Regions from separate parts of the Sus scrofa genome. Here all the other regions are linked to region 4. The links are chromatin contacts, called in public Hi-C and targeted proximity ligation maps. All regions are on one chromosome and are shown on one strand. The core of a region is the stretch at or near the end of the contact, and the rest is flanking DNA. Distances in the headings are between cores, read along the strand shown. Region 1 overlaps UBE2N (ubiquitin-conjugating enzyme E2 N). Region 2 holds the start of NUDT4 (diphosphoinositol polyphosphate phosphohydrolase 2). Region 3 has its middle 68 kb from the start of NUDT4. Region 4 has its middle 180 kb from the start of EEA1.

Region 1 (7,388 bases), core at 246-2,745, 250 kb after region 4:
ACTCCCCCCCCCAAAAAAAGAGGCTTCACATGACCCCCTCATGCCACCTATCCCTCAGGCCTTCGGCTCAGCTTTCCTCGTCCTGTCTCCCACCTCCACCCGGACCTTCCAGCCAGATGAACTGCTCTGTAGTCCTTCAGCCTGCCAGGCATCCTCTTCCCTCAGGGGCTTTACAAAGGGTTCCCTCTTCCCTTTCCACAGAGCTGGAACCCTCAGCTCTGAGGGTCTTCATTCAAATCTATTTTCTCAGTGAAGCCTCTACAATTCAACATGCAGACCCCAATCCAGCCTATCCCACACCCTCCTTCTATCCCTGCTCCCCCACTACTTCATCTCCAGGGCCTCCAAACACACTGCATATGGCACTCACTCCGCTCAGAATGGAGGGAAAAGGGAGACCTGCGTTCATTTACTGCTACAGCCGCAGCGTCTGGCACAGTACCCAGCGCCACAGAGGTTTGCAAAATACTTGCTGAATTATCCATCTACGTGATGTTACAAAGAACAAGGTATAAACGATCAGAAATTTCATCTTTAATGTTAAAACAGGGTTATTCCGTGAACGACATCACAATAGAAAACAAAAGGATCCAGTCAGGCATGGGAAGATATAATCTAATTTCCGTTTACAAATTTAGCCAGAAAAATGCTAATATTCAATACACGAACTGACAGTAGTGAGTGTAGTTTTACATATTAGTAACAATATATTGTCAACATTTTGAATAAATACATATAGTCAAAAACAGCTAAAACACTTCTGTATTTAAGCTTTTAGGTATGACAAATAATGAATGAGAATAATGTATTTACACTGCTTTTACTTAAGAAAAATTATACACCTTCCACCACTTCATTCTACAGCCTGCAGTGTATACACTAAAAAAAAAAATTTCTCTGTCAGCACAATTATATACTGAAATAATCATAAGATGGAACTACAAAATCTAATCCTTCCCCAAAATGCGTTAAACCCACAGGCATTTAAAGTAATGTTTTTAGTAATGGTTTTAACTCAAGACTAATTTTTGTTTTGTTTTAATCATAGCAATGCAAGGGCAATTCAGATCCTGAAATGCTAAAAACTACTTTCAGCAAAATATTCTGTAGATTCAAAGAAAAACATTTCCAGAGCATTAAAGACCTCAGGAGGCAATAAAGCAGCCTCCCATCTTGGGAAGTCCTCCAACAGGTAACTGGAACAAAAGAGGCTGGTTTTCACCTTTAGGGGAAAAGTGAAGACCGGGATGAACAAAAGGAGGAAATGAATGAGAAAAGAAGTAAAACTGCTTGAATTTTGACTCCGCACCTCCATTCTTTTGTTTTATCCCAAGTCCTCATATTTTTAGAAAGCCATAAAGAAGGAGGGAGAAAGAAAAAAAACAGAGAGAGAGAGAAAGCTGGGGCCCAAGGGCCCCAAAACACCACTCCTAGTTAGATAAAATAGTAGCAGCTCTATTCAAAGCTATAAAAAGCTGCCAGAAGGGCCTCCAAGATCACATCCAAAAATAGCTTCAAATCACTCTCAGAGCGTCACTCTGTCAGAGACAGACAGGGCATTCATTTCCTCATCTTCAGTTCACTCCCCAAATCAGATAATCTTTCTAAAGAATGTACGTATTGAAGAAACACACCAAGTGGCCTGATCAAGCATAAGGCGTAATCGGAACACACTGTAGAATAAGCTCTTAGGTACAGAAAATTTTTTGAAATAGTTTTTACATGGTCTCAAGTCCTAATGGATTTGGATATAATGAATAGATGCATAATTATCTGACTACAGAGCACTGATTTCCCAAACAAACCCATAGCATAAATTACAGGAGGAAAAAAAAGAATAAAACCCAAACCAAATGGAACAACCCTTCCATAGAAGTCGTTGTCAATTTTTTCCCCTACAAAGGCAAAAACTGGGAAGGAAATAAAAGCCTTCCTGCTACTACTCACACCGAGAAATGTGCAACACATTCTAGCTTTACACTATTCTTTTGTAGACAGTGATGTATTAAGTCTAGAAGTACTGGGCTAAAGTTACTACAGTGTTGGCTTAACTATATTTCTGAGGAGGTAATTTACAAGGCTCGGCGCCTCAGCTTCCTCAACCACATCGTTAGCCTCTCGTGCAGAGGTGCTATGAAAATTAAATGAGAGAACACTGTAAAAGGACTTGACAAATGAAGTCACATGAGAAGACTACAGTCATACGTAACCAATTACAAGAGAATGCAGGGTAAGAACAAAGCACAGTAACAAATCTCAAGATTTATTAAGTGTTCCTAAAAAAAAGAAACTAACATCTAGTTGCACTTTGTGACCCTACTTGTTTAAAAGCAATCCTGGGACTGGATCCCAAGTAGAATTTTAGCTCAGATCATGCAAAATAAAAGGTAATACGTTTCCCATCACGGCTTAGCAGAAACGAATCTGACTAGTAACCATGAGGACACAGGTTCGATCCCTGGCTTCCATCAGTGGGTTAAGGATCTGGGGTTGCTGTGGCTGTGGTGTAGGCCAACAGCTCCTGCTCTGATTCAAACCCTAGCCTGGGAACCTCCATATGCCAGAGGTGCAGCCCTAAAGAAAAACGAAAAAAAGAGAAAGTAATGTAGACTATGTTTAGGAAATCGGTTGCTAAAAAGTAGAAACGGATGTACATAAAAATAGAGTATGAATTTAAGTGGCAACACAATTAAGGTCTCAAGGAAACTACCTCGTCTTACAGAATGCATACAGCAGTTCATGCTACAAATACTTTAAGAAGGAATTAAAAAACACATCAAACTGATCTGATCAGGACAGATCTACTGGGACTCAAAAGAGCAAAATCCCATGGAGTTCCCGTCGTGGCGCAGTGGTTAACGAATCCGACTAGGAACCATGAGGTCGCGGGTTCAGTCCCTGCCCTTGCTCAGTGGGTTAACGATCCGGCGTTGCCATGAGCTGTGGTGTAGGTTGCAGACGCGGCTCGGATCCCGCGTTGCTGTGGCTCTGGCGTAGGCCGGTGGCTACAGCTCCGATTCAACCCCTAGCCTGGGAACCTCCATATGCCACGGAAGCGGCCCAAGAGATAGCAACAACAACAACAACAACAACAACAAAAGACAAAAAGACCAAAAAAAAGACAAAAAAAAAAAAAAAAAAAAAAATCCCAGAAATACACCACAGTAAATTACAACACTTGACATGCTGTCAACTAACTCTGTTAACTAGTTTTCCCATTTTTAGGTTCAATAATAATGTGTGCAATATGAAAAATTGTAAATTGTACACATTTTAAGGCAATGAATTATGTACAGGAAAATTTTAGATAATAAATAGTATCCTTAGAAAAAGAGTGATAATTTGTGGAGTTCCCAATGTGGCCCAGTGGGTTAGGGATCCAGGGTTGCTGCAGTTGTGGCTGTGGCTTGGCCTGGGAACTTTCATTGCCATGGGTGTGGCCAAAGGGGAAAAAAAGTTCTCATCTGCATATGAGAAAAAATTGTCCTATTATTCACTATATATACCCCCACCACATTTTATCTATAGCAATTAGGTTTTCTTTCTCCCCATAACAGAATATTCTCTGAAGAAAAAAGAAAACAAAACAAAATCTCCTGTGATGCAGTGGATTAAGGATCTAGCATTGTCACTGCAGTGGCTTGGGTCACTGCTATGCCACGGTTTGATCCTTGATCTGGGAACTTCCACGTGCCCGTGTGCAGCCAAAATAAATAAATTAATACAACAGAATATTCTCTAAACACAAAACTGCAATTGTGGATCTTTTAGCTCATCTCACCTAGATGTGACTATACTCGATTTTCATTATCACAAAAATGTCATAAAATTGAGAGGTGCCTCAATGATGCCTATTCTGTCCACTCCAACCTACTACTACATCTTTAAGTGATTCTAAAATACTAACAGGGGCTCCTTTTAGGGGATTATTAATCAAGCAAGTTGATTTTTCATTATACAAACTGTAAACCACCTGAGGGCATCTATGAGTTCCCCCTCAATTAGTAAGTAGACATTTTAAAAATGTCACCAATGACATTTGAGTATCATGCCCTTAACATTTCATCCATGAGCCCTATGATTTTTACCATGATTTTGCTTAATGCAATGAATTTGGAACACATCTCATTATAGTAAAACTGACTACATGTATTCTAGCTGCCATTAGGAACGGAACCAAAGTTGTGCTCCATTTCCTCATTACATTACTTCCTTACAAATCATAAGGCCAGCTAAAGGTATATACCATGATAAAAATGGCCAGTGAATGCTTTCCCTTCGAATGGCTGTTCAAAAGAAATATGTCAGCCATGTGTCTAATTACAAATTTTCTAGTAGCCACATTAAATAGCAATGTGGTCATACACACTGTCATATAAAATAGACGATTAATGACAAACTACTGTATAGCACAGGCAAATCTACTCAAGAGTCTGTAATGACCTATATAGGAAAAAAGAATGGATATATCTACATGTATGACTAACTCATTTGCTGTACACCTGAAACTAACACAGCACGGTAAGTCAACCATACTCCAATAAAATCAGTAAACCAACAGTTTTACTGGGAACGTCCATATGCCGCAGGTGTGGCCAAAACAAGAACACTGCATGAACAAACATTTATTCAAACGAGGCAGGTGCCTGATGAAATACGGGTTAATCAGTGAGGAATAATTTGAATTTTTATGGTCCACACCACCCCCTAGTGGACACAAGACCTCTTCTACTTAAGCCAACACGTTTTGCCTTGCAAATGAAAAAACTGATTTTCATAAAAGTTACATTAGGAAAGTATTCTAATATCCCCCCCGCGGAGTAACACCCGAGAGACGGGGCTGTGGGTTACACATCTCTCTGCCCTAATTTTTCTCATCAACCCAAAACCAGATCCATACTTCTGTTAAGTTCGGCGAAAACAAATGGAGATTTGGGAGCCAGAGAGGGACTTTTCAAAAGCTACGTATATCTCACTAACTCATTTCTCATGTCTGAATTAGTCTGAAAGCATCTCCCCTGCACTTCCAGTTTCCTGTGCGTTAATTAACCTCCATTTTTCTTTCTAGAACTAGCATAGTAACTAACTGCTGGTGTACTTGTGGAACCCTAAACTATTTGAAGGCGGGAACTCTAGCAGGCAAATGGTGGCAGGAAGGGCTAAATGAAGGTTTGTCTCATGAATAAACGCATGCATATTCGGGTTCCACACAGAGCTGATGAGAAGGGTGACTCTACCTGATGTGGTAGTTGGTAACTTCCATCCCAGGAATGGCATTTACAACTACTCCACTCACTGACAGCAGACAAAATCTGAAAATCCTATTAACAAACTGTTCATCCAACAAGTAAAACTGTTAGACTGAACTCCTTGATTTCTTCGTCTGCTACCCACCAATTCTTTTGCCCCACTAAACACATCAGGTTAAACAGGTAGTCTGTTTCTTTTCCTCCCCTCACCACTACTCTGTGAGTACCACAAGGACAAGGACACTGTGATTATCAAGCGATGTTTCCAGAAATGCAGAGAATCAATAAAAGCTCAAGTAATGAAAACAAACTAGGTCAGGGAGTTCCCTGGTGGTCTAGTGGTGAGGATTCAGTGCTTTCAGGGCTTCGGCCTGGGTTCAATCCCTGGTCTGGGAACTGAGATCCCACATCAAACTGCTGTACTCCATGGCTAAAAACAAAGACAAACCCCAAACGCTAGGTCAAATACTGATTTAAGTGCTCTAAATGTATTTTTAACACATTTAATCCTAGATGCATTTTACAAATGAGGAAAATGAGGAACTAAGAGTGACCTCTTGCAGTATAATCAAAGCCAGGTTTAAAATCCAGGCTATTGGGTTCTACCTAATCTAGATTCAGAGTCTATTTTCGTAATCTCAGTGGTACAGAGAAAGGCAATTAACAATACGAACAGTAAATGTCAAATGTTTGGCAGGACAATAAACAGCACAGGAGTTAAGGAAAGGCTTAATGGTCATCAAAAAGTGCTTCGTGGAAGAGGTAAATTAAAATATGTCACTTTTCTTTTCTTTTGGGACTGTCAAGTGAAGAAGTATAATCTTATTAAATGAAGTAGAAAAAAATTGCTTTAAAAATTGGCTATACCATTTTAACCTCAAACTGTTACATGGTAAGCCATTTGCCTCTGATACTGCACAAACCATTTTGCTCTGAAATGTTCTTGTGACTTTGAAATATGAATTTACTAAATAATGTATTAATTCCTTACTTTGCACATAGTATTGTGGCATCAACTAACTCTAAGAGAGTCCCTTACCACCACCACCCCAACCCCTGGAATTTATTTCATTGTGAATAAAAAGTACACATAAATGTCAGTTTTTGAAGGACTCAGTTTAGAATGAGTATGTCAAGGTCTTAGAGAAGATACAAGAGTGAGTGAAGGACAAAAGAACTAGATTGGGGCCCTATTATTTCTTGGGTATTTCTAAAGGCATTTGAAAAGTTTTCTGGAAAGATAGAGACTTTACATCTCTATCTTTTTTCACCTGTTTTTCTGGAAAGATTTCTAAATATTGGCATCACAGGTAGACAGTATCAACTACTCTTTCACATAACACTCATGAAATTCTTGGTTGCAAAAATGTCCTCTGAATACCCAGCGCTGTAATTAATATTCTTGGAAGCTATGTTTCTCCATTTCTATTGGTTTCTTATTTGATGGATGCTGTAACACCTTATGGTCTGAACTTACCAGCTCAAAAGATACAAAGAAGCCTTTGGTGATTTGAATAATGTAACTATCTCAGAACTCTGAATGAAGAAAGGACTAATAATTTTGTAACGCTTCATCATTGAGACAGCTGCTCTGTGGAAATATTTAAAGCACTATTAACAAACCATTTAAAGAAAAAAACGTGTATGTTTGCGATTCTGGGAGGGAGTATGTAACTTAGCAGGTGGGGGAGGAAAAGTCTTCTGAATTCATCTTGAATGCATACAGGGAAATTTTTTAAATACCTGTTTCTGTATGATGAACACTCAAATTATAAGTGATGCATTAGCAAAAACCAGTGAACGTGTACTTTAAAAACTCAGCTTCTGGAGTTCCTGCTGTGGCACAGTGGTTAAAAACATGACTGTAGCGGCTGGAATTGCTACAGAGGCGTGGACTGAATCCCCAGCCTGGTGGCACAGTGGGTTAAAGGATCCACTGTTGCCATAGCTGTGGTGTAGGCTGCAGCTAGTAGGATTTGATCCCTGTCCCAGGGAACTTTCATATGTTTCCGATACCACAAAATAGACAAGAAGAAAACACACCCCCCCTCAAGCTTTTATGTTAGATATGATCCAAACTGTAGGTTTCTTTCTTTCTCAAAATTTTAACTTGTTCTTTGAAGTTGATAGTTTACTTTA
Region 2 (6,742 bases), core at 4,156-6,655, 230 kb after region 4:
AGTTTTGTGAACTGGATAAGTTACTTAACTCATCTGTGTGTCAACAGTCTCATCTGCAAAATGGAAATGATATGGAAAATAAAAACTGTAATGCAGAACACAGACTGCCTCATTGGAAGCACTCAGTCGGCGTCAGCTATCATTATTACTGCTTATATATTGTTGTTTCCATTCCCTCATGATGTTTTCTACTTTGTTCTGTTGTCACTGTTGGTGGCAGAGGTAAAGACTCCTCTTTTAAAACATGATCACAGCCCTCAAAAGTAACAATCGTTGCTTAACATCATAAAATATTCAGTTTCACATTTCCTAATTATCTTCTAAATGTCTTTTTGTTGCTGATGATGTTTGAATCTAGATCAAAACAAGTTCATACATTACAGCTGGTAACATGTGTTTTCATGTGAGCATTCTTTTTTTAGCCTTTATCCTCAATATGCACACGCACACACACACACACACACACACACACACACACACACACACACACAATTGTTATATAGCAAAAACGACGCTCTCCAAATGAAACAGAAGTTAAAAATGCTGTCCAGGGGGAGCTGGTGAAAATGTTAAGTCATGCCTTTGCCAAGGAGATAAGTACTTGGCATATACCTTTCTCTGAATGATAAAGAAGGAGGAGGTGTGCTTCCCAGTAAACATTTTTACCAGCCACAGAGAACTGCATACAAACATGATGTTTAGGAAACAAAGTGCTCTGCACTAAACTGAACACATAAAAATGAGTTGCAAATCTGGAAACCATTTTTTTTATTTCAATGAAAGAGATGATTATAAATGGCCAAACCAGTCTGCTTTTAAAGTTTTATAAACACTGGTTGGATTGATGAATTCTTTTTAGGATTTTTAACCCTAAAGCTTGAATCTAATTTAAGGCTTTTTAATTTTAAAACTTTGCTCACTCCATTCTAGTCTGTGCCTTTGGTAAAAGGAAAAAAAAAAAAGTCACTTTAGGTGACATGAAATTATTATTTTTTTGTCTTTTTGCCATTTCTTGGGCCACTCCCGCGGCATATGGAGATTCCCAGGCTAGGGGGCTAATCAGAGCTGTAGCCACTGGCCTACACCAGAGCCACAGCAACGCGGAATCTGAGCCACGTCTGTAGCCTACACCACAGCTCTCAGCAACACCGAATCCTTAATCCACTGAGCAAGTCCAGGGACCGAACCTGCAACCTCATGGTTCCTAGTTGGATTTGTTAACCACTGAGCCACAACGGGAACTCCTAGGTGATATGAAGTTAATCAAGACTTCCACTTTCATGTCTCATTGTAAGAGTGTCCTTCCAGATTCCACCTTAAACAAATCTCCTTCTTCATTTTAAAAAGGAAAGAAATCCCAGTGTTAGAATACAACACACATGAAATAATAATCACCATGTAATAGAAGACATGGGACAAGTGCACAGTAATACAGTGCAGGGGTTAAGAATGTGGGCTGGAAAGAGAGAACTGGGGACAATAAATAGTAGCTGCCTCATTGGGCTGCTGCCAAGATCATTCAAATGAGATCATGAGAGGCGCCCAACACTGGCTAAGGCTCAGAAAGACATAGGAAGGGATCTTTGTCATGATTGGTTTTACCAGGAGAGAAAGAACTTACTTCATGGTAACACTGTGAGTCAATTACAAGAGAAGGCAGCAACCTCCAAGATACTCTGTTACTATGTTGCTAAAAGAACCTAGGTAAAAGAAGTATCCTACACAGGCAAGGTTAAACCAGTTCCCTCTCTGAGGTTCCAAATATTTGAAAATAGTGTAAGAAATGGCTCTGTGTATAAGTTCTAGGTAAGACAATACAGTGGTAAGTGAACTAAACAAAGATTAACTTGAAATTGGACTCTGAGTTCTAAGGAAACCAGCCAGTGTAGACCAGTCCTTACTGGCCCTGCAGAGGAAAAAGAAGTTTGCATCTATCTCAATTATGATCTGACTGAACATGATCTAAGCTTTGAATAGTGCATTTCAGATGCATAACACACATTAGACAACACAAAGGACAGAGCTTTGGGCTGGGATGTGCCCCCACACCCTAATTCTGAGGAAATGACATAGGAAAATGAAGACCCAGCATTTGGAATTCAGCCTTTCTCTGTTCTCTCATTTCAGTCACACAAGTTTCCTTGTCCACTAGGTCCCTTTCAAATAACTGCAATAATATAGTAAGGTAATTAATATAAAGGGGGAGTTATTCATAGTATCAAAGCAGTCTTCATTTGTTGTAGAATTCCTTTTAAATGAAGAACCCTCGCTCACAGTGTGAAAATCCACAGCCCTCACCAAGCACCTGGCCCTCCATTACTACTGTACTTTTTTTTTTTGTCTTTTGTCTTCTTAGGGCCACACCCAAAGCATATGGAGGTTCCCAGGCTAGGGGTCAAATTGAAGCTATAGATGCCAGCCTACACTACAGCCACCGCAACTCAGGATCCGAGTCTGCAACCTACACCACAACTCAGAGCAATGCCAGATCCTTAACCCACTGAGCCAGGGATCAAACCCACGTCCTCATGGATGCTAGTCGGGTTCATTAACCACTGAGCCATGATGGGAACTCCACGCTGCTACTTCTTGGGAAAAGGAAAAAGGAGAGATACCCAATGAAAAGTTCCTCGTTAATAGCTTAATCTTACATTTCTTTAAATGCTTTCTAGTTTTAAAGCACTTCCAGACCCACTGTGACATCTTAGTTAAGCTTTGTACAAGGTAGTATAAGCCATATTATAACCATTTGAGAGATGAGAAAAGCTACATATAGTAATTTAGTAATTGGGTTCACATGAGACCTGAACTCAAGATCTCTTCAGCCAGATCCTATGCTCCGGAATCAAAAAGAATGGGCCTATGTTCAGGTTCACTAGTTCTGTGCTGCTGCCTTTCCTTCCTTTGCTGAGTTAGTTGCAGGCATCTTCCTCTTTCCTCCCCAGTTAATTCTGATTCGTGCTTCACCGCACATAAATATTAAATAGGAAGGGCTTGAGTGAACCAACATTCAATCAACTAGTATTTAAATGCCAATTAGAAGCCTGACCTTTGAAGAGTTTTAAGCAGAGAGAAACTTAATCTTCCTTGTCACTTAAAAAGACTACAGCGAGGTTAAGCATTTTATCAATTTGAATCAATTATCTAAAAATAATTATTTCCATATCAGCTGTTCAGGAGTCCCTAGCTAGCTGTGTTCTGTCCCTGTTTGTAAATCTGGAAATAAACTTCAAGTGGGTTCTCTAAGCTAAGGCTTAGAAAAGGTCTCTGCACAGATACGATACGATTTCCAATTGTGCCACGCCAAAACATCATTTCTTTCATTTATCAGCTTTAAAAATAGTAGTAACATATAAATAGACACATGGGTCAAAACTAGTAATTTTATCAAGGTACAAAATGGTCATCCTCATACCTGAGTGACAATCCTGCTGTGCAGTGTGTCTAAAACATAAAATAAAATAATAAAATAAAGGGGAGAAACCATTGTCTAAAAGAAAAAAAAAAAAAACATCATTTCTTAAATTACTTATTCAACAGCAATTCATTGTACAAACTTGTACCTGCTAAGCTCTGGGGGTAAGAAAATGAGTTAGATTCATCAGTCCTTAACATAAAAGAGGTCAGAGTCTACAAAACGAAGACTGATGTGCTGCTTTGAGCTCTCCAAGGGCTCCCAAGCGCTGACTGTGAGCTCACTACACACAGCTCCCTGGGCCAGAGGTGGAGCTCAGCTCCCTGAACCCCTAAACCCCAATCTGTAGCCAGATGGCCTTTTTCTTTCATTTCTGCAAACTCTCCTCTCTCCCTTCCCCTCTGGACTTTGCATAAGGCCCAGTTCCCTCAGCCTTGAAAGTTCACCAGGCTCTTGGTCTACTTAGCTCCTCCTCCTCCTTCAGTTCCTGTCCTGCTGCTTTGTCTGACTTGCAGATCTGGTCCAATTTCCCTATAAAACCTTCTACCATCTGAGACTTTGTCACACTGGTAATTTTACATGTACTTGCATGACTGTCTGTCCTCAAGTGCCTAAGTTCCTGGCAGGGCTGATTTTAGATGTCAATGCCTGGCACACAGTAGGCCCTCTAGGAATGAAGTATGAACAGTCAGATGTGGCTGGACCTACACAGCCAGGGCTCTGTGTTGGGGACAAGACTGTGGGAGTGAGGGGCTCCCCTGAACTTCCTTAGCACCTTCCTAAGCAGTGTCCTGATGGCTCAGTGGGTTAAGGAGCTGACATTGTCACTGCTGTGGCTGGGGTGGCTGCTGTGGGGTGGATTGGATCCTTGGCCCAGAAAGTAACATATGCCACGGGTGTGGGCAAAAACAAACAAAACCCCACCTTCCTAAGATAGGCCCCCTGGCTCCTATTTTAGCACTTGCAGGAAAACGTAAAAGTTGTTTGTCCCAAGTCCCAGAGACACTGCAAGCCCCTATGTAGCAGACATGCCCTTCTATTGAGCAACGTGGCCCCAGCACCTAGCTGCGCCTGTTACTTAGGCCCGAGATGAGGTTAGGAGATACTAGCCACTGCTGGCATTGAGGAATGCATCCTTGAGGGTGGGACAAAGTGGAAGATGTTATCTGCGCCTTCAAACAAAGGTTCAAGCTAGAGGTGACTTTTTTTTTTTTTTTTGGTCTTTTCTGGGGCCGACCCCAAGGCATGTGGCGCTTCCCAGGCTACAGGCAACGGCCTACACCACAGCTCACGACAACGCCGGATCCTTAACCCAGTGAGCGAGGCCAGGGATCGAACCTGCAACCTCATGGTTCCTAGTCAGTTTCGTTAGCCACTGAGCCACGACAGGAGCTCTTTTTTTTGTTTTTTGCTTTTGTTTGTTTGTGTTTTGAGTTGACTCTTGAAAGAACACAAGCGACCCCCGACCAAAGATTAAAAAATGTAAAGGAGATGTGCCTTCTCCCTTTCCCTGCCAACAAAACCAACAAAACCTCTCAACCGAAGTCTTCACCTTTCTAGGCCTCCGCTCGCTTCTCTCCCCGCACTTGACAGGCGCACTCTGGACGGCTACCCTGAGGAGACGGCCTTCGCTGTGACACCTCCTGGCCTCTCCTGACCAGGCAGCGACTTTGCGGAGGAGGTCTGTGGTGAGACCCGCTCTCGCGGAGAGGCCAAGACGCTCACAGGGGAAACCGGGGGAGCCACAAACAGGCAGAGGGGCTGTGCTCCTTTCGCGTCGGAGGCCTCCCAGCGGGCCTGGCCCCGCGCGCGGCTGGAGCACGCGCCGCCCGCCCGCCCCAATCCGGCCGCCGGAACGCCCAGGCCCCGCCCCCGCCGCAACGGTCCGGCACGCAGGCGCGGAGGCGCGCGCAGGGCGGAGCGCGCGAGGGCGGGGCGGGGCGGGCGCGGCCCCCTTAAATACGGCGGAGGGGGCGGTGCGAAGCTGCCGCTGCGCTGCTGCCCAGTCGGCGGTAGTCACTGCAACTGTCTCCTTGTGGCGCGTGCCTCGAGCTTGGCTCTTCCTCCCGCGGCAGCGGCGGCGGCGGCGGCAACAGCAGCGGGCGGGAGCGGAGGCGAGCGGGAGGCGGGCTCCATGGAGAGCGGTGGACGCCCGGACAGAGGCGGCGCTTCCTCTCCAGCACCCGGGCTCCAGTGACCGGCGCTCGCGCCCTGCCCCGCGTCGGAGCAGTCGCCGGCTCCGGGACTGACCCGGCCTCCCTGCGCCTTCCACGCGCTGCCGCCTCGCCTCCCTGCGCCCCGACTGGCCCTCGCCCCCCATTCCCCGGCGGGGTGGCGGCGGCCGGGCCCCCGCGGCGGCGGCCGGAGCAGAAGCGGCAGCAAGAGCCCGCCTCTATGATGAAGTTCAAGCCCAACCAGACGCGGACGTATGACCGCGAGGGCTTCAAGAAGCGGGCGGCGTGCCTCTGCTTCCGGAGCGAGCAGGAGGACGAGGTGAGGGAGGCCGACGCGCTCTGTGCCCACCGCGGGCGCGCTGGGGCGGGGCTGATGTAGGGTTCGGGCTGGCTGGGGTGGGAGGTCCTTGCCCTTGCCCTTCCCTTTCTCCATCCCCTTCCCCTCCTGACCCCCCGTCTCGCCCTAGGACTGGGAGAGATGGGCTCCCTCCCTCCTGCCTTCCTGCCTTTTCTCGGGCTAGATTGTGGAAACAAAGGGGTTTGCCAGCCCCATGCTCTCCTACTGGGTCTGGGTTAGGACGGGAGCCGGGGCAGGTCCTGGGCCCTCTAGGTCGCGCCTAGCGGGAGTCACCATCTTAACCTGCGAATTGAGCGTAAAGCCGGAGAAACCTCGAGCGCTAACCGAGGGAGTAGAAATGGCGTGTTTCAGCCCAAGCCCTTCTGCCTCTGTTACATTTTCCTCCCCATGTTAACTGCAGTTTGCGTTTTATGCTTAAATCTAGGCATGTCTGTGAAATATCCAAACAGGATCCGTGCTTTAAAATAAAAACCCATTAGGTCTAGTTCTGTCAATTCCACTTTTTAAGTGAATTCTTTAACTCACAAGCACTTAGCATTATTAATAGCTGATTTAAAAAAAAAAACAGCTTTTAAAGTTTTCTAACTGCAGAAAGATGGTTAGTGAAAAAGGTGGAATCATGCCAGAAGGAAGAAGATGGAGGTGGGCAAAGTTGCCATTTTCAAACAGTAATCTCTAGCTCTCTGCATATTTATCAGAGCTTTACTTTTCTGTGTTTGGCTTGAAATCAGGAGAGGAACAGTCTTCTGTAATTCACCCATCAGCGTGGGGTTGGTAGTGAGGCCTTTGAAGTTT
Region 3 (6,763 bases), core at 341-2,840, 160 kb after region 4:
TTCGTTGGAAAAGGGTAGAAGTACCCTTGTTAGAGTGTTGTTGGAGTATTCATGGAGCTAAAGACTATGAAGAGTTTAGCACCAGTGCTGGGCACAGTAGATGCTCGTAAATGTTAACTAGTAACAGCAGTTTCTCAAATTCCATTGACTCTACTAGCATCTGCTCTTTCAGGCATCCAGACCCCAGTAAAATCCTCCTCGAGGACTGGCAGGGCATCAGGAACAGGGCAGCTCACAAGTGGTCCTAATTCAGTCCACCACTCACAGCCTCTTCATGGCATCCAGTGTGCTCTTCCTCCCCACCTCTGCCGGCCCCCAACACTCCCCACTCACAGGTACACATATACATTTTTCTCCCCTCATTTAAATAGCCCCATTTTTTCCAGGAGTCCCCAGGGCTTGGCCAGGGACTGGTATCTGAAACTGGCACCAAACCATCCTTCATTTTCCTTTTTTCTCCCCAAGCAGACCCTTTCAATCCAAGCAAATCAGCTCAAGCTAACAGATGCTTGCAGGTTACCAGGTCTACCAGCTCAATGTACCTGTCCAAAGCAACTGAATCCAGGTTAAAGCCCAGTGCAGACACAAGACTGGGCACAATAGTAGAATTTGTCATCAATTTATTTTCCACCCAAGTACTTCTCTGGACCAGGTTCTTATTTCCAATGTCAAGATCTGGGAGTTCCCGTTGTGGCTCAGCGTTAATGAACCCAACTAGCATCCATGAGGACTCGGGTTCAATCCCTGGCCTAACTCAATGGGTTAAGGATCTGGCATTGCCGAGAGCTGTGGTGTAGGTGGTAGACGAGGCTCAGATCTGGTGTTGCTGTGGCTGTGGTGTAGGCTGGCAGCTGTATCTCCGATTGGACCCCTAGCCTGGGAACTCCATATACCTCGGGTGTGGCCCTAAAAGACAAAAAGACAAAAAAAAAAAAAAAAGATCTGCCTGTCCTATTATTTTTATTTTTTATTTTATTTACTTCTGTTTCATTCTTCCTATGATACTTCTTTTAAACATTAATTTATTCAAACACTAAGAGAAAGGCTAATAAAAATGTTCTATACTCAAATTCCACCATTCTATTTGTTTTTACTTTTAGCAAAACATTTCTTCTGAACTTGGCCGTTGTGCATATATCATACAGATATAAAATAGATATAAATAGATATATATTGTTTTATAATATAACATATAATAGTGAAGTAGATACAAGCTCCCATTTCAATACTTATGTTGAATCTTCACTAATTATTCAGCCTGCTCTTCAAAAGAGCAAAATTTCTGATAAATTTGCAATCATCAACAACCTAACAAAATGTTTAAGCCAAAGACATTTTTAATGCTATTTTCCTTGTACTTACTCATTAGCCTTCATTGTTGGCAAAACAAGCTACTAAATATAGAAAATTGTACTTATCTTAAAAAAAAAAAATTGTGGAAACCTACCTACTATTATTCCCTTTTGGGGCAAGTTCCCAAGTTGGCTTCTCCTGAGTTCATCTGGATAAATATTCTGCTCACCATACATGGTGAGACTGCCAGGGCTTGTTTTTCCAACCATGGTGACAGATTTGCAGTGGTTATCTACACTCTCTCACCTGTTCCAAGGACAGGTCAAGAGAACACTCTCGATAGGACTGGCCAGGTTAGAGTACAGGTTGAGACCAGGAAACAATGGAAAACAAACCAAACAATACAGAGATTGAAACTTTGGCCTTTTTCATCAAGACCCCTGGCCTCAGACTTCCCCCTCCACCATGTGACCAAACTGTGTGGTTGGCAGTCAATTTAAACCTGATGGCAAAAACTTGAGGGTTACCAATTGAGCTTTCTCACTGCTATTTTGTTCCAATAGAGTTCAAAACATTTTCAATTCTTAGGTACCTTTTTGAATACATGAAAAATTTCCATACAAATAAAGTCTCCAAAGCAATACATATCAATTCCTGGAATGAAAATGTGAATTTATCCCTTAACAATAATCCAATGCGAAATAAGCCCTATTTAAGGGAAAGTTTTGCTACAGGTTGAGTTCCCTGGGAAACAGGCTCAGAGATGGAGAACTGCCTGAAGGAAGTTTATTAGGGAATGATCTTGGCATCAACACCTGTGTGGAAACAAAAGCTGCCGATTCAGGCAGAAGCTGAGCTGCAGTGCAGTCACAGCAGAGGCCTCCATTGATCTCACAGGGAGCTCTGGAGCTGGGATGGCCCCGCAGAGATGTCCCAAAATAAGGACGTTTCTACCCCCACATCAGCCCATCAGTGAATCCTGGCTGCTCCTAGGAAAGGGGCATGACCTTTACCAAGGTGGCTTCTCTCCACCAGCATTTTTGGGAGCAGGAGAATGCATTCATAATTGCCAGCTGCAGTCTGGAAGCGCCTACTGCAAGTGTAAATCACATACTCATTCAACTCTCACCAGGGAAACGTCTATATAGACTCAACAGACAGTAAAGGCAACTTCCTGAAGAAAGAGGGTTCTATTAACAAGAAAAAAACTGATGCACCAGGGAACTTTCTACTCAGAGGTAAGCTTTCATGTCACTGTCAAGACAATGTGGCCTCATATACGCAGTACAAGACTGATCCCATCTTCTCTGCCCCAAATTGAAAGCAATCCGGTTACCCACTCCTCTACCTGCCCCTATGCAGCACTGACAATGCCTTCCCCCAAACCAATGGCGCAAAGGGAAATGCATTTCATTCAACAGGTCTAATAGATTTACTCCTTGCTACTCCAGCATATCAGGTTTTTTTCATGAACACCAAGAGACAGAGTGGAGAGAGAAAGAAGAGCTTCACGTGGAAATCTGCATGACAGACAATGGTCTATCAGTTGGTATTTCCTTGGAGCAGAGCTCAAAGGTCAAATTGTTGTTTTGATCATGCAGCTATCATGCTTTTTGCATGCTGGAGACTCCCTACAAGGATTATTTAATGGAAGAAAGAAAAAAATGATCATGACCTGAAGAAAATTCTTCATCTCATGTTGAACGTTAAAAACCATGTGACTCTTCATTTAAAAGAGTAAAATCAGCCTTCTGCCCAGCTATACAAGGATCATTTAAATTAACATTTTAAAAAACATACAGTAGGAACTTAGAGGGTGGAGCTTCTGAAGAAAAGGCTTGCTTCTCGCAAGCCGCTGCCAAACACAGACAGATATAATGTTGACTTGTCGACTGTCGACCATAGGATAATGACTTCAGAGAAGGCCTTGGGAAAGCAAGTTTTGTATGTACCTCTGTCTGTCTGATGTGACATCTATGGTCACAACCTAGAGAAAGTGGCTAAATGGAAGAACCTGTTTTCGGTCTCTCTCAAACCCCTTGGTCTCGCCCACCCATCCAGCCCCGGTTTACCAAACCCATGTAAAACCTGGCCACACTTCTAAGCCTAAATACCCCGGGGGAGAAATTTTTTCTAATTCAATGCAGGTGAAACTCAAAGGTAGGGGGAGTGAGCCCACTTAGCGTATAATCAAGGCATCGTCAAGGTCCCGCATATCTTTTTCCCTTGGGTGTAACTGCAATACTCTTGCCCCCTGGTCTGGGTTGAAAATGTCCAGGCTCTTCTGACCCCACCAACTAACTTATTCCAGAGGCTCTATCTAACCCCTTACACAAGGTCCTGGGTGTCTGCCTCCCTGAGGGAAACACATTCCTAAAATGTTGTTTGTGAACGAGTTAATTGTAGTACAAATAATACTTTTCTACTGACTTTCATTCTGATTGCATCATGTTTTTATCATTGCTTCTAATCTATCTCCAGTGACGAGTCACTTTTAGAGAATTCTTTCTAAAGTGAACAAGCAACCCACTTATTTTGTTTTCGTCAAGAGAGGTGTCTAAAAACGGCTTTCCCAAGGGTTCCCATCGTGGCTCAGCAGAAACAAATCAGACTAGCATCCATGAGGACGCAGGTTCAATCCCTGGCCTTGCTCAGTGGGTTAAGGATCTGGTGTTGCCATGAACTGTGGTATAGGTAGCAGACATGGCTTGGATCTGGCGTTGCTGTGACTGTGGCGTAGGCCAGCAGCTATATCTCTGATGTGAACCCTAGCCTGGGAACTTCCAAATATGCTGAGGCCCTTAAAAAAATCAAACCTGCACGTGCCTCCTTGCCGGCCAGTTCCATCCTCATTTTCTGCTCAGGGCTCCACCTTGGCTGTAGGCTGCGTTGGTCTTAGTGAGGGCTGCTATAACAAACACCACACACTGGTGGCTTGAACAACGGAAATGTGTTAGCTCACAGTTCTGGAGATCAGACATTCCAAGACAAAGGTGTGGGCAAGGCTGGTTTCTTCTGAGGCCTCTCTCTGGCTTATAGATAGATAGCTGCCTTTCCCCATGCTTCTCCTGTCTTCCCTAAGGTATCCCTTCCACAGGTATCCCCAGGTATTTGGATACCTGTCTGTATCCAGATTTCTTCTTCTGACAAGGACACGAGTCATATTGGATTAGGACCCACCTGCATGACCTCATTTTACTTTATCTCTTTACATGAAGTCACATTCTAAGGTACTGAGGTTAGGACTTCAACATATGAATTCTCATGGGACACAATTCAGCCTACAATAATGGCTAAATTTAAAATATATTTTAACATTCTTCTACATAAGAAGGGAGGGGGGAAGTCATTTTACTATTTCTATGTATCTTCCAAAGTTAAAAATTACTCAGTAAGATGTTAGTTTCTTGTGGACAACTCTTCTCTTCCCTTCTCTGGATGACCATAACCCAGTAGCTCCCAAACTCGAAGGTGCAATAAAATCACCTGGAATGCTGGCTGAATGGAGACCGCATGCCCCTCCTCAGAGTTTCTGGTTTCAGGAGGTCTGGGGTGGGGCCCGAGAATTGCATTTCTGATAGGGTGTGCAGTGGACCACACATGGAGAACCACAGTGGGGCCTCAGGGCCGTCATGGATGATATCATCTTATATCTCCTCTCTCTGTGTGGACTCTTGCACTCTGAGGCACTGCTCCTTGTACCCACATGGGTAGTCTAGTGAGGGGGTGCATTATCACTGTCCTTATTTTAGAGAGGAGGCAAGTCTAGCTCAGTGTGGTTATAGGCTTGCTCACTTTCACCCAGGCAATTAGTGGCAAAGCCACCTCTTGGTCTTGTTCTCTCCACTAGCCCACAGCCATCAGGATCAGAGAGGAAACAGAATGACAGTCAACTGTTTTTTTCCCAGTCTGTAAAAATACCACTACTAAGAATGATAATAGCTATTCTCTGCTGAGTGTTCATTATTTACCTGGTACTATTGCAGACATTTTACTTGCATTGCGTTATTTAATTCACTCAACTATATGAAGTAGGTACTATTATTATGCCCATGTTACAGCTGAGGAAGTTAAGAAACATATCCAAGGTCATACAACCAATAAGCAGTGGAGCCTGAACACAAACACAGATCAGTCTGATTCTGGAGCCCAAGGTCTTAGACACTACTCTTGAAGGAAAATCAACAGCTTTTTCTAAACTCCCATTGCCCTGTGGTTCCCAGTAACCTGGTTCAAGAGCTGGACTTTGTGATGAGATCTGGGGTGGGCAGAGGGTGTAAGTAGCTAACCCACTGTCAAAGTTGATGATAAGAGTTTTCTTGGAGTTCCCGTCGTGGCACAGTGGTTAACGAATCTGACTAGGAACCATGAGGTTGCGGGTTCGGTCCCTGCCCTTGCTCAGTGGGTTAACGATCCGGCGTTGCCGTGAGCTGTGGTGTAGGTTGCAGAGGCGGCTCGGATCCCGCGTTGCTGTGGCTCTGGCGTAGGCCGGTGGCTACAGCTCCAATTCGACCCCTAGCCTGGGAACCTCCATATGCCGCGGAAGCGGCTCAAGAGATAGCAACAATAACAACAACAAAAGACAAAAAAAAAAAAAAAAAAAAGAGTTTTCTTATGGCACAGCGGGTTATGGATCAGGCATTGTCAATGCAGCCACTTGGGTCACTGCTGTGACAAGGGTTGGATCCCTGGCCTAGGAACTTCTACATGCTTTGGATGCAGCCAAGAAAAAAAAAGTTGGTGGTAGATAAAGGCAGCTGGACCTCCCAGAAAAGTGATAGGTGGGAGCCATGGGGCACAGAGGGTCTAGAAACTTACTTGTCATACACAAAGCTAAACAGGTGGGTAAGTTTAGCTCCAATTTTAGTGAATCAAGTTTCCCTTGCTTCCAGATACTTGTTTATATTACCAGCCTCTTCCTCACACAGTGTCTTGTCTGCCTTTTTCAGTAAGGTGGGTGTTTGGGGGTTTTTTGATCTGCTACTCCCAGCCCCTTTACAGTTTCTGAGGGATAAGGGTTTCAAGGGCTGCATGTAAATTTCACCTGTCGTGTTCTCCTTTATTTCTCTCCCTCCCTCCCCACACGTGATAACCTAAGAGCTCATGGTTCGGTTAATAGGTAACCTCAGACTTCGTGGGTGGCCTCCCAGGTATAAACAATTTATTTGGTTCCCATGACATATCCCTTTTAGGTCATCTACTAATATTAGCTTCCACAAGCCTGTGATTCATGTGCACAGAGCACTCCCACGTTTCTGCTTTGCCCACATCCCAGCGAAGGCTTCATTTGGCACATATTAAAGCATTAATTTAAGAAGGGGAAACCTCTTCCAGCACCTCCTCCCAGCCAGGAGGTATGCTGGTGATTTATAAATGCAAGTCCACCACTCCCCCCAGCACTTTCAAGAGGTTAGTATCATCTTCCTTGACACAAGAGCAAGAAGTGGCGGCGGCGGGGGGCGGGGGTTCC
Region 4 (7,367 bases), core at 3,320-5,819:
TTTGAGTAGGATAAAAATAGCTACATTCACAGGAGAATTTCTGCTACGCCTTGCATTGAACCAGATTGTTACTCATTAATCCATTCCATCCTCACAATAATTAGCATATTATCCCCATTTCTCAGATAAGGAAACTGAGATTTTAAGAGATTTGAGTAACTACCTGAGATTAAACAGTTGATTAGTGGCTAGTAACCTACTCTTACTGCTGATCCTAAAACTGAATCATTAACTCAACCTACTCCTACTTCCTACCATCTCATTCTATAAATGTTCAAAGTTAATCCCAGAGAAATTTAAAAGCCTGACCAAAGTTTCTATTGTTCACTAGCAGAGAAAAGACTTCTAACGTCCAGGCTAGGGGTTGAATCGGAGCTGCAGTCGCTGGCCTACACCACAGCCACAGCAACCCAGGATCCGAACCTCATCTGCGACCTACACCACAGCTCACAGCACGCCGGATCGCCAACCCACTGAGCAAGGCCAGGGATCAAACCCGCATCCTCATGGATTCTAGTCGGATTTGTCTCCGCTGAGCCAGGACAGGAACTCTGTGACTTCTGTTTTAAACAGCAATTGCTATTACCTGAAGAGATCACAATAAAAGGAGGGTGGCTGGCCCTGGCTGTGTGCTTGAGGGAAGTGACTACAGGGATGTTGTAAAATTCTAACCTACTCGTGAAGTTCAAAAGTAGCATCATTATCCTTTCTGCCGTCAGCACTATACTACTGGGCATGTTCCCAGCATCTAGCACAGTGCCTGGCACATAGTAGACACTCAATGGATGCTTGCTGAATGGATATTCAATATAAATATAAGCAGTATACTGTGGACAAAATAGAAATCAGTGTCTCTGAACCAAAAAAATAAATTCTTTCCCCCTTAACATTGTGCAGATAATACCAATGAAAAGATATGCTTTCTTTCCCTTGCCCCCAACTCACGTCAGGACAATTTTTATTTGGATCTGTGAGACAGCTGTGTAAAAACAGGCTTATCCGTCAATTCTTTGAGCTAACGATCATGACATTGTGACTTGTCACCAGATCTCAAGGCCAGATCTTCCAGGTCAATCTAACTCCATTTGTGTATTACTTGTTCTTTTGCAATAAAATTCCAATATTAGGAGTTGATTATTTACCCCCAATGATGGACAAGGGGCCAGACTCTGCTCACCCCTGAAAAGCCTGTGCAGAAACTTACAACATGAAATGGGAGTTTTCTTTTCCTCCTTTCTGTTAAATTCTAACTCACCTCCCTTCACCCACATGGCAAGACTCCCTGCCTGCCTCAGGCAGCCTCTGCCAGCCAGGCCAGGCAGATCTTGAAGATCTGAAGGTCTGAAGCAGGGAGGCCTAAAAGGAAATAATACTCTCATTCCAAAGTTACTTTGTCTTCACGGGGAAAATTTTTTTTCAAAGAAAAGTAAACGCAGCCAATCTGAGAAATCTTAGTTGATTATTTACTCTCACTTAACCTTCGAAAGATTCCACTGCAAAAGGTAGGGCAGGTATTTACACAGTTCACAGCCCAGGAACTTCCTTTCCTCTGCATACCCAGCTGAGTTAAGCTATTTGGCTGCGGCTTATCCATAAAGAGGCCAAGTCTATGACCCTCTGCATTTCCCCACTTGCCTCACAGTGACTATTCAAAGGCTGCTAACAAGGCTGGAAGAGTTAGATTTTGCATCGTGCTTGAATTATTGATGGAGCTTTGCAAATCAGCTTTACCTGTGCATGTGACTACCCTTAGCTAATCTTTACTGGCTATGAGGAAGGTGTCAACCTAAGGGCTAGTGAAGACTTAAACTCTATAAAGGGAAACTCTCTCAAAGTACAAGATCAAAACTCAAGTATGAGTTTACTGTTATAAAATAATGCTTCTGGAGTTTCGAGGTAACATTTTATGGGACTTGAGATTTTCAGACCAAATCTTTGTGTAGAGATAAGAACAGTTCTTCTTTAGAATATTATTATTAATCACCTAAAGTAAGTATCAAAAGACTTAAATGCTATTGCAAAATAGGAAATAATGCCATGTAGAAATTCATGCTGAGGGCTGTTGTTTCAAAGGGTATAAGGAGCACCATCCATCCCTCTTGGGGTCCTTTAAAAATAGACTCAGTGAAAGTGGAGTGGCTCATGTTACATAAGAGGCAGAGTGAAGATGACACATGGTAACTAGACTTAACCCCCAAATTAACAATGCACTGTTATTATGACCATATCAGTTAGGAAAAGCAATTTGGTACAGATAACAGAGGTACTATGAGTGGCTAAAGCAAATCCATGGTTTATTCTCATACATTAAGTTGGAAATGTACAAAAATTAGGGACTCAAGTGTTCCATGTTTCTCTTCCACCATCTTTAACCTCGTGATCCAAGATGGTTGCTGAAGTTCCAGCTATCCCATCCATATCCCAGGAAAGAAGAGAAAGAAGAAAAGGCACAAAAGGAGAGTCCTAGCTTGTTTCCCAGAAGCCTCACCCATAGAGTTGCCAATTTGGTAAATGAAAATATTGATATAGTCTATGGGACATACTCATATTAAAACTTACTCGTTGTTCATCTGAAATTCAAATTTAACCAGGGAACTCATATTTTAACTTGACAATGCTGCCCTCCCAGCAACAACTCTGTAGGCCTCGTTAGCCACCCCTACTGTAAGGGAGGCTGGGAAATGTAGTCTTTAGCCAGGCACATCACCGTGTCTGTATTGTTTCACTAAGGAAGAAATGGAGAGTGAATATTGCCTAAAGAGCCAATGTCTTTGAGGGAGTGAGAGTTAACCTGGGAAAAGGCCAGGGCCTCATCCATACCCCACACTTCTGTGCAGCACGCCCTGACTGCATCAGTGCTTCGTGGTCACTCTGGCCTCTGAATACCTTTGACTTTTTTTTGCCTCACTCTAGATACAAAGTAAAGATACTGATTTTTAATAAACATACAAGAATGAATATATTCAGGAGTTCATGTTGTCTTCCAAGGGATTAGACCTTAACAGGGCTGCCACCCTTCAAAATAGTTTTGAAATTTCGATCCTGATGAAGCAGTAGTCTTTCCTTACGAGGGATATTGCAGGTTCAGGCAAGACCAAGGAGGCCTTGGAAATGGTCCTCTCTGAGGGGCGCATTCAACAAATTTCATTGCGCATCCATCTTATACCATGCCTGCCCAGAGCTTCCTTCCATCATGATAAGAACACAAGATTATTTTCTGGAATGTCACCAGCTCCAGCCAGTGGGGACAGGATGGACAAAGTAGGTTGTTTAGGAAACTGGCCTTGGAAAGCTCAGTGGCCTCTCATAACTTAATCATCTGTGGTCTGATCAACTGCAGTAAATCATGGTTTATATTGTGTTGCTTCCTAAAATAAAGATAGGGTGTGATGGTGGGAAAAGAAAATTAAAATCCTCTCCATGTTTCCCTTGAAAAATTCTCATTTCGAGTCCCTTTTGCCTGATGGTGGCCGCCTACAGTTCCTACCCTCTATTAAACCATGCTGCCATCCCGTTTCTCTGGCTCTTACCTGGATGAACTTGCAATGTTTTAATAAGGGTCAGTCTTTACTTATAAAAAACAACATCCAACCTATCTGCAGGTCCCTTCCTTGGGATAACTGTGTGGTCATCAAGCTTTCAAAAGTAGGGATAAAATTATTTTTCGAAGATTGAACCTTAATAACTCCATTTCTATGGTTCAACGCCTTTCCTGGATGGTTGCTGGGCAAACATCTCCATGCAGGTACTGATGACAGTAAACACATTACATGTATTCAGCCTGGGGTTTTACCACATTCACTTCTGGGTTTGTCATATGCTCTCTCGCTATTTATACTGCTGTGGGTCAGCTACTTGATACTTAATAAAATTTGCCTCCAAGCTGTCCTGCAGGGGAATGACCTATGGGGGGAGGGGATGTTGTTCCAACCCTGTAACCTCTGACGATTGCCCAACAGCCCTCTGAAAAGGTTGCAGGACTGGAGCGAGTGAAAGTCCCCGCCACTTCCTGGCACTGAACGGCACCAAGTGCAGTAGTGTAAATAGAATGATAGCCCCCGCTTTTGGGGGGCCATTCTAGCCAAACTCTCCCACGTGGGAGCAACTGTAGACTGCACGAGCAATGTGGAAATGCAGCCTCCGCTCAAGGTCAGAACAGGCAGGTTCATCAGTGATGATTTTACCAACCTTTCAGTTATTTCAGAAGCAAGAAGAGAACACAACAGAGGCAAGAATGGATCTATGGGATGAAAATAAAGAGCCATTTATAACGCAAAACGAGACTGCCAGGAAAAACAAACACACAAAAAAGTACATTTTATCAGAAGCCTGCCCTGCTCAAGGCTAGTGTGGTACAAGGTACTGAGTGTTCAGCTTCCTGGGCCAAGAGCTACAGTAAAACTGCTCCCCACCCCCAACGCCACCCAAGCTGCTCCACTCCTGTCAGCCGGATCAAGCAGCCTTAACCACCTGGTGGAGAAGAGCTTTTAGTGTTTTCTAAGTGTGTGCTGGGTGGATGTTTCACATTTTTGATAAAGATGCGGAGTCATGTTGCAACACTTAGCAAGTGCTCCTGCGTAAGAGTTGTGCAATTTCAGGAGGCCCAGCGCTCTGCGCACCAGCAGGGCACAGAGTACCCACGGCTTACGTAATGCATGGATGCACCCTCAGATTTCTCCCCACAGCCTTTGGAAGAATTTTCAGGCTCCGAACTTGGCCCTGAGGTCTGGCAGTTCTTTGCCCCAAGGTGTGTGGAATGGCTTAGCTGTTGGCACCTGCTGGTGAGGTGGAGAAAACTGCCGAGGGCTGATCTCTCTCTGGCAGCAGACCAGAGGAGGCTGGCTCTGGTCCCGACGTGGCCTTGGCTTACCTGGAAGCACCCCGTCATGAGGGGGAATGAGGACTTTTCATCTAAGAACATCTAGGCCAGAAGATTACACGGGGCTGCTCCTATAATTGACAGAAATGAAATAGATTTCTCAAAACCAAGGCATTCTACAAACATCAGGAGCACAGCTGGTAAATTGTAAATGTTTAACACACAGCTCCTTTGTCTGATGATGGGAGATGGGTGGGCTCACCTGGATCAGAGTATAAATTAGGCCATGTGGGTTTGATGCCTTCTCACCTCCAATCCCTGTACTTGCGCCTGCCTCCCAACTTGGCTTTTGTTTCCATCCAGGTCTTCCACTCCACAAAGCTTTGAGCATCTGCTCTGTGCCAAGTGCTGTGCCAAGTGCTGGGCATCAGGCAGGGCTTTCAAAGCACATGGTGGCCCCCTGCAGTGCACGGGCCAGTCCTGCAGGGGCCTCCTCTCCTGGGTCACTCTCAGCCCCACCCATGTCCCCAGACTATCCCTCTCTCCATTCACCTCCTGTGACTCCTTCTCCTCCCTTCTGGATGGGGCTATTTCTTTATACTTCTTATCATAGTGCTCTAACCAATTATTCTTATACAAGGGTTGTTTTGGTAATCACTGGTTCCTCTCAGGAATTTCTGTCCATTAAAAAGTGATGGTTTGAAGAAATTATGTCTCCCATGAGATGAACAAGGGACCAATTGGGGAACTGGAAACAGGGTGCAATATATTGCCTGAGCAGACCCTGTCCCATTTCATGAGGGAGAGATGTTGCTTCTTCAACCCTCTTCACTTATTATTGGTGAGCTGTGTGCATGGTGGTTAAAACAATAAATTCTGGAGCTGAACTATTTGGGTTTAAATCCCAGCTTTGCAAGTTATAATCTTAGGAAAGGCATTTGATCTCTGTTCCTTAATTTCCTCCTATGAAAAGATGGTAGAAATAGCTAAGTATATCTCACAGGGTAGTTTGGGGATGACTATGAATGAGTAAGTATGATATTTTATAATACGGGCATTCGTGGTAAGTACTCTGTAAATATATTAACTTTGATTTTTCATAAGGCCAACTCTATCCCTTCTGCACTGCAGATTCTCATACGAGTTGTCGTACTGAGGGAGAACATGTAATTCAGGGCTGCAGTTTTGTCATCTGCAAAATAGGAAGTAGTGATTGAAAGAGGATGTGGGGGCAAAGGACCAGTCAGGTAACCAGCTTCTGGTCTAGGTTTTCTACTGCCTTTCTGACCTTGGAGAACTCACTTAAACTCTTGCAGCCCAGACATTGGACTTGATTGCATTTTCCAAACTCAGGTTATTCAAATAACCTCGCAGAATCATTACCATAGGACTGAATCACATCCCTCTACCTGGCCACTTACTTGATCTGTTCATGTAGATAATCTTTAAATGAACTCACTTTCCAATGTAGCCTCACAGTAAGAAATCCACACACTCAAAGGTGTGAATGGTAATTATGGATTTTTCTAATCCATGTTAAAATAAATACCAAGTGAAATTTAAAAGTATTTGTGAGACCTGAAAAGACATTTTTCCAAGGAAGATATACAATGGCCAACGAGCACATGGACAAATGCTCAACATCACTGATTATAAGAGAAATGCAAATCAAAACTACCATGAGATATCACCTCACAACAGTCAGAATGGCCATCATTAATAAGTCCACAAATAACAAGTGCTGGAGAGGGTTTGGAGAAAAGGGAACCCTCCTGCACTGCTGGTGGGAATGTAAGCTGGTACAACCACTATGGAGATCAGTATAGAGATACCTCAGAAATCTATACATAGAACTACCATATGACTCAGCAATCCCGCTCTTAGGTATATACCCAGTCAAAACGTTCCTTAAAAAAGACACATGCACCTGCATGTTCATTGCAGCTCCATGCACAATAGCCAAGACATGGAAAAAACCCAAATGTCCATCGACAGATGATTGGATTAGGAAGATGTGGTGTATATACACAATGGAATACTACTCAGCCATAAAAAAGAACAAAATCATGCCATTTGCAGCAACATGGATGGAACTAGAGACTCTCATCCTGAGTGAAGTAAGTCAGAAAGAGAAAGACAAGTACCATGTGATATCACTTATATCTGGAATCTAATATAAGGCACAAATGAACTTTTCCACAGAAAAGAAAATCATGGACTTGGAGAAGAGACTTGTGGTTGCCAAGGGGGAGGAGGAGGGAGTGGGGTGGTTGGAGAGCTTGGGGTTAATAGATACAAACTATTGCCTTTGAATGGATTAGCAATGAGACCCTGCTGTGTAGCACTGGGAACTACATCTAGTCACTTACGTTGGTGCATGATAATGTGCGAAAATAGAACATGTACATGTAGGTGTAACTGGGTCATCATGCCGTAAAGTAGAAAAAAAATTGTATTTGAGAAATAACTATTAAAAATAAATAAATAAAATATTTGCATGGCGAAAAAAAATCTGTTAAAAAATTTAAAAAAAAATAAAAGTATTTGT

The links. Hi-C and Micro-C count contacts between places; a contact is called where the count stands out from the background.
Region 1: a contact with region 4 is called in a targeted proximity ligation map of skeletal muscle. A contact is called at or near these places in 7 of 47 Hi-C or Micro-C datasets (liver, psoas muscle and skeletal muscle) and 1 of 2 datasets of targeted methods (skeletal muscle).
Region 2: a Hi-C map of skeletal muscle shows a contact between it and region 4, with 5 times the contacts expected there. A contact is called at or near these places in 2 of 5 promoter capture datasets (fetal liver and liver), 9 of 47 Hi-C or Micro-C datasets (heart right ventricle, liver, omental adipose tissue and 2 more) and 2 of 2 datasets of targeted methods (alveolar macrophages and skeletal muscle).
Region 3: a contact with region 4 is called in a Hi-C map of liver, with 3 times the contacts expected there. A contact is called at or near these places in 1 of 5 promoter capture datasets (liver), 2 of 47 Hi-C or Micro-C datasets (both in liver) and 1 of 2 datasets of targeted methods (skeletal muscle).

What each region holds. Positions count from the first base shown.
Region 1 is chr5:89,695,703-89,703,090 of Sscrofa11.1, reverse strand. The region is part of intron 1 of UBE2N (ubiquitin-conjugating enzyme E2 N); the gene reads right to left. Among named protein-coding and RNA genes, the nearest start is that of UBE2N, 26 kb to the right of the region's middle.
Region 2 is chr5:89,726,923-89,733,664 of Sscrofa11.1, reverse strand. NUDT4 (diphosphoinositol polyphosphate phosphohydrolase 2) reads left to right here and starts at 5,405. Exons shown (of 5, transcript XM_003126721.5): 1 at 5,405-5,908. The coding sequence starts at 5,810.
Region 3 is chr5:89,793,083-89,799,845 of Sscrofa11.1, reverse strand. No RefSeq gene overlaps it. Among named protein-coding and RNA genes, the nearest start is that of NUDT4, 68 kb to the right of the region's middle.
Region 4 is chr5:89,951,868-89,959,234 of Sscrofa11.1, reverse strand. No RefSeq gene overlaps it. Among named protein-coding and RNA genes, the nearest start is that of EEA1, 180 kb to the left of the region's middle.